2 separate regions of the Pan troglodytes genome follow, and region 1 is linked to region 2. The links are chromatin contacts, called in public Hi-C maps. All regions are on one chromosome and are shown on one strand. The core of a region is the stretch at or near the end of the contact, and the rest is flanking DNA. Distances in the headings are between cores, read along the strand shown.

Region 1 (4,044 bases), core at 763-3,262, 140 kb after region 2:
GATGAGAGTCTATCCCAGGCCACACAGCAGACTGGCGGCCAAGCTGGCAGGGCTGGAACCAGAGACCCCCTACCCTGGGTTTGGTGAGTTTTCCAGCAAACCACCCTAGGGCAGAGGGCAGCTTCCAGCCAGGAGCCACATTATAGGATGGGACAGTAATGGACGCTCCTAGGTTAGAGAGGGAAAGTAAGGCACAGAGCCTAAGTGCCTGTGGTTTCTAGAAGCCCCAGCATGCCTGATTCATGTCTGTCCCCTGCAGAATTCTCTGAGCTGGTGACAGGTGCCACAGGCACTGGGGATCTCACCAGAAAGGAACCAACGGAGCTAGGGGCCAGCGAGATGGCGGACGAGGCCTTAGCTGGGCTGGATGAGGGAGCCCTTCGGAAGCTGGTAAGTGGCCCCATCACCCACTATGGGGACAGGAAAGCCAAGCCAGAGAGGCAGGGTCAATCCAGGGTACCTCTCAGCTGACAGGAAGAAGTGATGGGGGAAAGGTCAGGAGGAGGGGGATATGGGAACAGGGGTAGGCCAGTTCCATGTGGCTGATGCAGAGGCCCTTGTGGCATGTGCCTGTCCATGCCTGGTACTGAAGCCTAGTCCCTCCCAACCCTCCACAGCCACCACCTGTTTAAACAGTAACTGCTGTAGACTCACCCGTATGCAGCCACAGGTGTGGGGAGGCTGGATATGCCTCTCCAGAGCAATAGCTCAAGCAATGCCCACCCCTGGAAGCTGGCCCAGTGATAATGGTAGCAGCAATGATTAATAATGCCAAGGCCTGGCAGGGGGCAGGCTGGGTACTGGGTATACCATGTCACAGAATAATCACAGCAGCTCTGAAAGCCTGGGCACTGCGACTCAAGAGAGTTAAAATCACCTGCTCAAGGACACCCATCTAAGAAGGAGCTGTGCCAAAATCCCAACCCCATAGTGGGCCACGGGGGACCAGAGTCCTGGGAAAGTCAAGGCTGGACGAGGCCATAAGAGAGAGACAGGTTTTGTGGGCCCTTGTGGATTCTGTGGCTTCTCATCTCATTTTTCTACTCTTGAGTCTCAGTTCCTCTACCTGTAAAATGAAGGGAGGGAGGGAGATGTGTTTGCACACAAGCTCTAGGTCCTAGAGTTGGCATGGGGACAGAATGAGGCATGGACCCAGATCTCAGGTGGAGGAAAGATGAGCCCACTCCATCCCCTTTCTTGTTCCTCTTCCTGAGAGCCCTGTCTACCTCCATGCACAGAGAGGCCGTAGGGCAACCCAGGGGGCAGGGCTCCTTCCCCAACCCCCAAGGCCAGGCAGCCTGACCTGGAGGAGGGGCCAGAGGAGCTCCATCTCCTCAGTCCCTGACCCTTGTCCATGGGGGTAAATTAAAGATTTACTTTACCTAGAAGACAAGTGACCCACCCCACTCTCATACCTTCCCCCGCAGGCAGAGGCTGGAACCAACCAGCGTAGCCCTGCCACTGGGCAGTGCCCAGCTGCTGCCATGACCTCCCCAAGGCACTCTGCCTGTATGTTCTCGGACCAGTGCATTAGACTCTCTGGGTGTCTGCCTCTCCACTATCACCGCAGGATGTGTGCAGCCTGGAGGGGATGAGGTTGGGTTTCCAAAGGTGCCCGCCAGTCAGTTCGACCTTCCCTCAGGAAGTCCAAGTCCCAGTGGGGGTCGTAGAGGCAGCGCAGTCCAAAAAGAGGGAATGCCAGGCCAGGTTCCCGCACATCCTCATCTCAAGGTGTCCACAGGCAGGCTCAGGGTTCTTCAGCCGCCACCTCCCTCTCTTAAGCGAGCCTCCGGCGGCGCTGGAAAAGAGTTTTGGAGAGAAGCTGGAGCAGTGGTTGAATCTCTGGGAAAGGACAGATGAGAACCTGCCCCGGTCTCGGGATCGGTGCCTCTCGAAGTCTTTCCGACCCCGGGAGCGGCTCCTCCAGCACCCGGCGCCCGCCATTACTGCGCCCCGCGCGCCGGCCCGGCCCCCGCTGGCCTCGTGGCAAGAACGGGGGCGTCCCGAGCCGGGCTCCTCCCCGCGGGGCCGGGCCATATAAGGAAAAGCTAGGCCCGCTCCGCCCGCCCTGCGCCCCAGCGTCTGGCCGATTTGGGGACGCGGGCAGTCGCTTCCGGCCCCGGCTCCCGCACATTCTTGAGGATTGGGCCGGGGATGGGAGGAATGGGGACGCCTGGGGACTTGCACGCCGCGTGCCCCTCCACCACCCGCCGGGACGCCCTCTGCCTCGGTCCCGAGTTCGAGTTCGACCTCCGCCACTCAGCTGGGTGTCCTGGGGACCTTGGTTTCTTCCCTTTAGATCCGGACACTGAAGCAGGCGGTAGCGGGTGTCTTCCTACCTGGCTACCCCTTCGGCGCCTAGCGCGAGGCAGGGTGGGCGAGGCGAGGGCGGTGCCCTGCGAGGGAGGGCGGTCGCAGAACCTGCGGGCCTTCAGCGCCCCCTGGCGAGGCTTCCCTCCACCGCCGGCGGGACCCCCATGGGCAACTGGGGGAGCTGGGACTGAAAGCCTGGAGATCCCCCTCCGTTGTGCTGTTGGGGAGACTGAGGCCCAGTGAGACCTCAGGGCCTGCCAGGCGTTCCCAACAGCGAGGGCAGAGAGTACACGGAGAGCCGGCTCCCCAGGGGGAGGAAGCACCCTCTTTCCTCCCGGGAGAATTTCACTGGGCAGTTTCGGAAACCGCCCCATCCCCTTCCCCTTCCCCCTCGGTAGACAATGGCGCTTTGTACTTCCTTCCCTCCCTCCCACAGCTCCCTCCTTACACAGCGGTGGGGCCTGGGCGCGTGGAACTAGGGACACACAGAGGAGACACTGTGGTCCAACCTTTGCCTCCAGGCCCAAAGGGAAGGGTCGTGCCAGAGGGTGACCAGTGGAATGAGGTTGTCAGTCTCCAGCCTTGCCCACCCACTTTGGGGGATCAGAGGGAGGCTCCCATTTTCCAGATGGGGACACTGAAGCTCCGGGGGTTGTGCTGTAGAGGTGGCCAAGTTCCTACATCAGGCTTTTGTCAGAGACAAGGACCCCATCTCTGAGCCCAGAGCACTGAGAATGGGGACCTAGGAGACAAAAGGCTAGCCCTTGCCCCTCTGGGCCTCTTTACCCTCTGTACAGAAGGGGCTGGACCCTCTGTCCCCTCCAGCCCCCAGCCTCCAAATGTACCACAGAAGGCTCTAGGCCTGAGACACAGCCAGCACCGGGGGCTGGGGAGTGAGCCTCATTCCCCCCGCCTCTGCTATAAGGCCTCCTTAGGCCTCAGAGCATCTCTAGTCCAGGCTAGAGGGGTCTCCAACACAGTGCCAGGATCCCTGAGGTCCCCACCATGACACACAGACCCCAATAGCAGAGCTATCTTCAGCCTAGGGCAGGCCCTGGAGTCAGAGAGACCTGGTTCAAATCCTGGCTCAGGTCATTTGACCATGAGCAAATCACATCTCCTCCCTGGACTTCAATCTCCTCATCTGTCAAATGGGAATAACAGTAGTATCTAGGGTTTTTGTGGGCTTAGGACAAGTAGGGGGCTCAGCACAGGGTTTGACTCACAGACTCTCCATAAATGTTACTGATGCCTAGGGGTATCCTGCCCTTCCCATTTGCCCCCTCGTCTCTCTCCCTCCTCCTGACTGGCTAGAACCAAGTATGGGGGTGATGTTTATTGCAACTGCAGCTATGTACAGGAGAGGCCAAGTCACTGTTCCCAACCCCACCCACTGGCAAATGAAAAAACCAAGACACAGAGAGTTTAAGGGATATGCTCTTGATCACCCAGCCAGGATTGGACTAGGGCTGGAACCAACTAGGGGCTCTGGCCTGAGTTTCAGGGGGTCTTCTCATAATTCCTCAGGAATGTGGAGCCTGGAGGGCTGTTCCCCCAAGACTCTCCCTGCTCTCTTCAGACTAGGACAAGCTGGCTCATGGCTGAGTTGGGCCAGCCCACACTCCCTGCTGAAAACTATCTCCATCCCATCCCCACCCTTGCCACCTGGCCTTCCCACTAAGCAGAAAGGAATGACGGGGGGCGCTAAAAAGGGAGATGATAGAGGGTTCT
Region 2 (4,416 bases), core at 161-2,660:
CACCATGATCAGGGAAGCCCAAAATACTCCCCCCAATAAAACAATGTTCCATGGTAACACTCCCCCCAAAATGGAATTCAAGTGGCAGATCTAGAGGAGCTGCAAATCCAACTCTTAATTCCTGCCACTTGACAGTCTCATTCTCGGAAACAGTTGTTCTCTGAAGTGCTCTGAGATTTTGCTTCCTCTCACATTAAAGTTATCTACCTTAACCCCTCAACCAATTCATCCAGCCAGCTAACTGCGTAACAATTAGGGGGAATGTGCTCCAATCCTGCAACCCCAAAGAGTCTAGCATTGCAAATAACCTACGAAAACCGCCTGGGCAGACTCAGGAAATGAGGACTGGTGATGCAGACCACGAGGATGGGACCTACTTCATCAATGCCTTCTTCCTCATGAAACGTGCGAGACAGGAAGAGGCAGGTCATGGTGTCTTCCTTCTTGGTGAACAGGATAAAATCCTTCCCAATGCGCATTGAGCCCCTGAAAAGGAAACGGAAATGGGTGTTATTCTCCCAGGAGTCAAAAGCTCATCTGCGAAAGAAATCAATCCACTCTGGACATGATTGAAAGTGCCGCTGGAGGGCTCTCCTAAAGGCCCCCCCAGGTCCCAGGACTGTGTGCTGAGTTCCACAACCCTTGTTCCCTCTCCATCCCCCAACACTCCTTCCTCTGCTTTTCCACAGGCCTGTAACTCCTTAGTCTTTACTTACAACGTTCTCAACCACACCATACAGGGTTCTCTCACCACCCTTCTAGGGGGGGCTCATGGCAGACCACCAGCCCCAGGTTAGTCTCACTCCCCCCACAACGCTGAAGAGTAACCCTGCTGTCTTTGAGCTCTTGGTTCATCCCAGCCGCATGAGAGGTGCTGTGCCCTCTGACTGTACCACCATCAGACTTTAGTAGCTGGTACCCTCAACACGTCATCTTCCATGCTGACCACCCCCAGTTCCCACCGTGTCCTTCCTCAGCTGACACAAACTCCCCTCCATTGATGAAACGGCAGCAGCACTGTTAAGTGAAAAGCCCAGTGCCTATACTCACAAGCCCGAAAAAACATCAGTATGAACCCAAGGCGCAGTAATACAGAGGGGCTAATAAAATATAATTCTTGACCACAGGATTCAAGGATGCCTGTAATTAGCTCATGTCCAATAACTGCAGCCATCTCCTGTCCCAGAAGTGTTTTGCCACCTCAAGCTCATTATGACACAGGCAGCTCCCTGCTTTTGGATGCAACTGGTTTCTGGGAACTGTGCCTTGAGGCTGATTTCCAAAAGGCAAAAGTCTGAATGGATTCAACTGCTTCCTTCCTCTGTTTGGCCACGTTAAGCCGGCTAAGAAGCAGGCAGGGACAGGCCTTTCCAGGCAACGCAGGGCAGGGCAGGGCAGGGCAGACGTGTGAAGCACCAGCAGGGGGACCGCCCTCTGAACAATGGGGCTGTTCAGCTCCTTTCTTCCAGCAGCTTCTGGAGCTTTATAGCTATTATCTCATTAGTCTTTATAACACCCCAGGGAGATGATGGAGATGGAAAGCCTCATTACTCTCTTCTGTGTACCAATACAAACCAGACTGGCATGCCAAGCACACAAATGAATGTCATGCCCCATTTCCCCAAACACTCAGGAAAACTCCCAGGACACTACTCAAAGATACCCTGGGGGCTGCCAAGTCCTCGTTCTCCTCCTCCAGTACCCAAAGTGCTGGCAATGCTCCTTGCCCTGACAATTTCACACACCACCTCCTCCTCCTTCCCTAAAGCGTATGGGGAGCAAGTAAGGCACGTTATCTTGCCTTCTGTCAAAGCATGCCCTTGCCCTAACTTGGCAAAAACACTCACTTTGTGCCTCTATCTTCCTTCTGTCTTTGATTCTGACTTTAGCCTTTGAATAGCAAAAGCCCCAAATATCACTTCTCTACTGGCTTCCTTGCTTCTCAGCCCTATTCTCCCCACAAATCACTTTCTCCTGAAACTTATTCAACTTCTGAATTGGTTTCAAGATGATTTTACTGTCTACTCTGAACACTAGATGGCTCCATCTCAATGGGACCTTCACAAAAGTCTTCCACTGAAATACGCTAATAACACTCTCAACTTCTATACGCTTTCCTTCCCAGTCTGCTAACCACTTTCAGAGTCACATTTCATTTGCTTCTGAACCTCACTCTACAAATGTCAGAGATTAGAACCCCATTTTCTAGAGTAAGAAACAGACATTCAGGGAGGTGAAATGGCTTGCCTGAGGTCATTAAGAAACAGACATTCAGAGAGATGAAATGGCTTGCCTGAGGCCATAGAACTGACAGAACCAGGTAGGAGGAGGCTGATCTACAATCTAGATGAAAAGTCAGGGCTTCCCCTGATTCTAGGAGACTTCAGGTTTGGGGGATTTAGATAACCTGCATCAGAATCATATGATTACAGGTGATTCATTTCATCTGTGAAAAACACATTCCTAGCCCCTACCCAGATCCACTGAATCAGGCCAGCAATCTGCCATGGAAACATCAAAGGAGGAGAAATAAAGGCAGAAACCAGGCTCTCACAGCAATGATAGCATGTAATTCTTAACCTACTTGGTATGCATTATCATCTCAATTTACAAAGGAGGAAGCTGAGGCTTAGAGACGTAGTAGCGGAAGTGAGATTTGAACCTTAGCTTGTCATTTAAGTGAAATGCACAGCAGCTCCATTTTGCAGTCAGAAAGACCTGGTTCCTACCCTAGCGCTCTACACATAGGCATTTTTAATGCCTTTGGGAAAGTAACTTCACCCTTATAAACCTCAATTTCTTCATCTGAAAATAATAGTACCTACAACCTCACAGGGCTATCATGAGGATTAAATGAGATCGTTCGTGTGCCTGGCACATGGTAAGTGTCTGTTATTACCATTTGGTTCCTGCCCTGAAAGACAAATCACAAAGTCCGGATACCAGGTCCTGATTTCTTCAGAAGTACTCTCTTTCTTCTCCATACACCCAAAGCACAACTGCACACAAGGCCCAACTGATGCTGCTGACTGATCAAACCACCACCCTCCCTCAAACAAAACAACACGTTTCCACGACAAGACTGGAAACGTGACTCACAATTCCATTTGCACAAACTCCAATTCCACTAAATCTTATTCCATCCAAAGGTATGTACAGCTGGAAGTGAGCATTTCAGAAATAGAAACCTTTCTCTTGGGGCTTCACTCAAAACCAGAACAACACATTCCAAACACTAACCAACTGGGAACTAAGGCTAAGAAAAAGTCCCATGGGATTTGAAGACATTAGGTAGGTCCCTGCTATAAGGGCCTTGCAGTACATTCAGCATCCTCTGGGACGGAGGGCTCACATCTCTCTTCCTTACCCTGGATCCCCAGTGCCTGGCACAAAGCATGACATGCAGCAGGTGCTCAGGGAACACTGCTGCACAGTAAGGCGACCCCTTCATCATCTCAGGTACATCCCAACACCACAAGAGAATCACTCACATCCTTGACTACAGGGTAAAAATAAAAATTTTCAACAGGAGAGGTGCAGTTCTAGAGCACTGTGCCAAGAGAAACGTACAGCCTCTCCTGCCCTGTTTTTGGATGTTCATACTTTTCAATCTGTGGAGTAAACTCAGCTGGGAACAGCTGGTAAGCTACTCCAAAAACCACCACTTTCTGACTTCTTCCAGTTCCAGAATTATAGTCAATAGAGGGACAAGGAGAAGGAAAGTTTTCATCCAAGAGGAGCAGGACAGCATTGCTGGATTTTGTTTGAGCCCTGTGACAAGCTTCTAATATACCTACGATTTTAACCCATTCCCGTACTGCCCAATCTGAGTAGACTCAGGTGTTCGCTTGGCCGACTTCCCAAACTGGATCACACTGGCAGCATCACCTGAAAGGGCAGACACAAGAGAAAGTGAAAAGTTTGCATTTCTTTCCCAGGGTCCTCAAAGTCAAAGGTCTGAGCCTTGTTAAATCCAAGCAGGGGTATGTATCTGCTGAAAACCTCTCTCCAAGGAAATTCACCACCATGAAGCACATGGAGGCACAGCTTTGCCTGGCCTGTTGGTACCTCTATCACTGTGACCTATGTTCTATTCCCAGAATGTGGTAAGACAGCTAGCAGAGGCATCTGTAGGTCCAGCTCGAGAATGTTGTGCAAGCTGATAAATACAACGCCAAGAGACAGGTAATCTGATTGACTTAAGATTGCCTTTCAGATCCTATCTCCCATGTTAGGACAAGACCTGGCAAATACATTAGTAGAATTAAGCCTGAGATGTTGCAACAGACTTCTTACTCCCCAGGTGGATCTTCTAGACATAACATTGGAGGCAACAGAAAAACAAGTTCACACAATAAGTATTTTGTAAAAATGGTTACATCGCACCCCCCCACCCCCTACCCCACAAAACAATAA

What was found. A called contact is a pair of places that touch in the nucleus more often than the background predicts.
Region 1: a Hi-C map of stem cell-derived neural progenitor cells shows a contact between it and region 2, with 4 times the contacts expected there. The contact joins two enhancer-like sites. A contact is called at or near these places in 3 of 7 Hi-C or Micro-C datasets (blood, induced pluripotent stem cells and stem cell-derived neural progenitor cells), 1 of 1 datasets of contacts at active chromatin or transcription factors (stem cell-derived excitatory neurons) and 1 of 1 other capture datasets (stem cell-derived neural stem cells).

Annotation. Positions count from the first base shown.
Region 1 is chr23:33,201,834-33,205,877 of NHGRI_mPanTro3-v2.0_pri, forward strand. It overlaps SMTN (smoothelin), which reads left to right. Exons shown (of 23, transcript XM_016938985.4): 3 at 1-83; 4 at 260-390. The coding sequence starts at 2. Among named protein-coding and RNA genes, the nearest start is that of SMTN, 21 kb to the left of the region's middle. Within about 2 kb of position 2,013, at least 11 of the 24 cell types and tissues checked have an H3K27ac peak or open chromatin away from gene starts, as enhancers often do. A contact at or near this core is called in stem cell-derived neural progenitor cells and stem cell-derived neural stem cells, where this site is marked.
Region 2 is chr23:33,066,576-33,070,991 of NHGRI_mPanTro3-v2.0_pri, forward strand. It overlaps MORC2 (MORC family CW-type zinc finger 2), which reads right to left. Exons shown (of 26, transcript XM_016938972.4): 5 at 3,798-3,888; 6 at 378-486. Among named protein-coding and RNA genes, the nearest start is that of TUG1, 21 kb to the right of the region's middle. Within about 2 kb of position 1,411, at least 8 of the 24 cell types and tissues checked have an H3K27ac peak or open chromatin away from gene starts, as enhancers often do. A contact at or near this core is called in stem cell-derived neural progenitor cells and stem cell-derived neural stem cells, where this site is marked.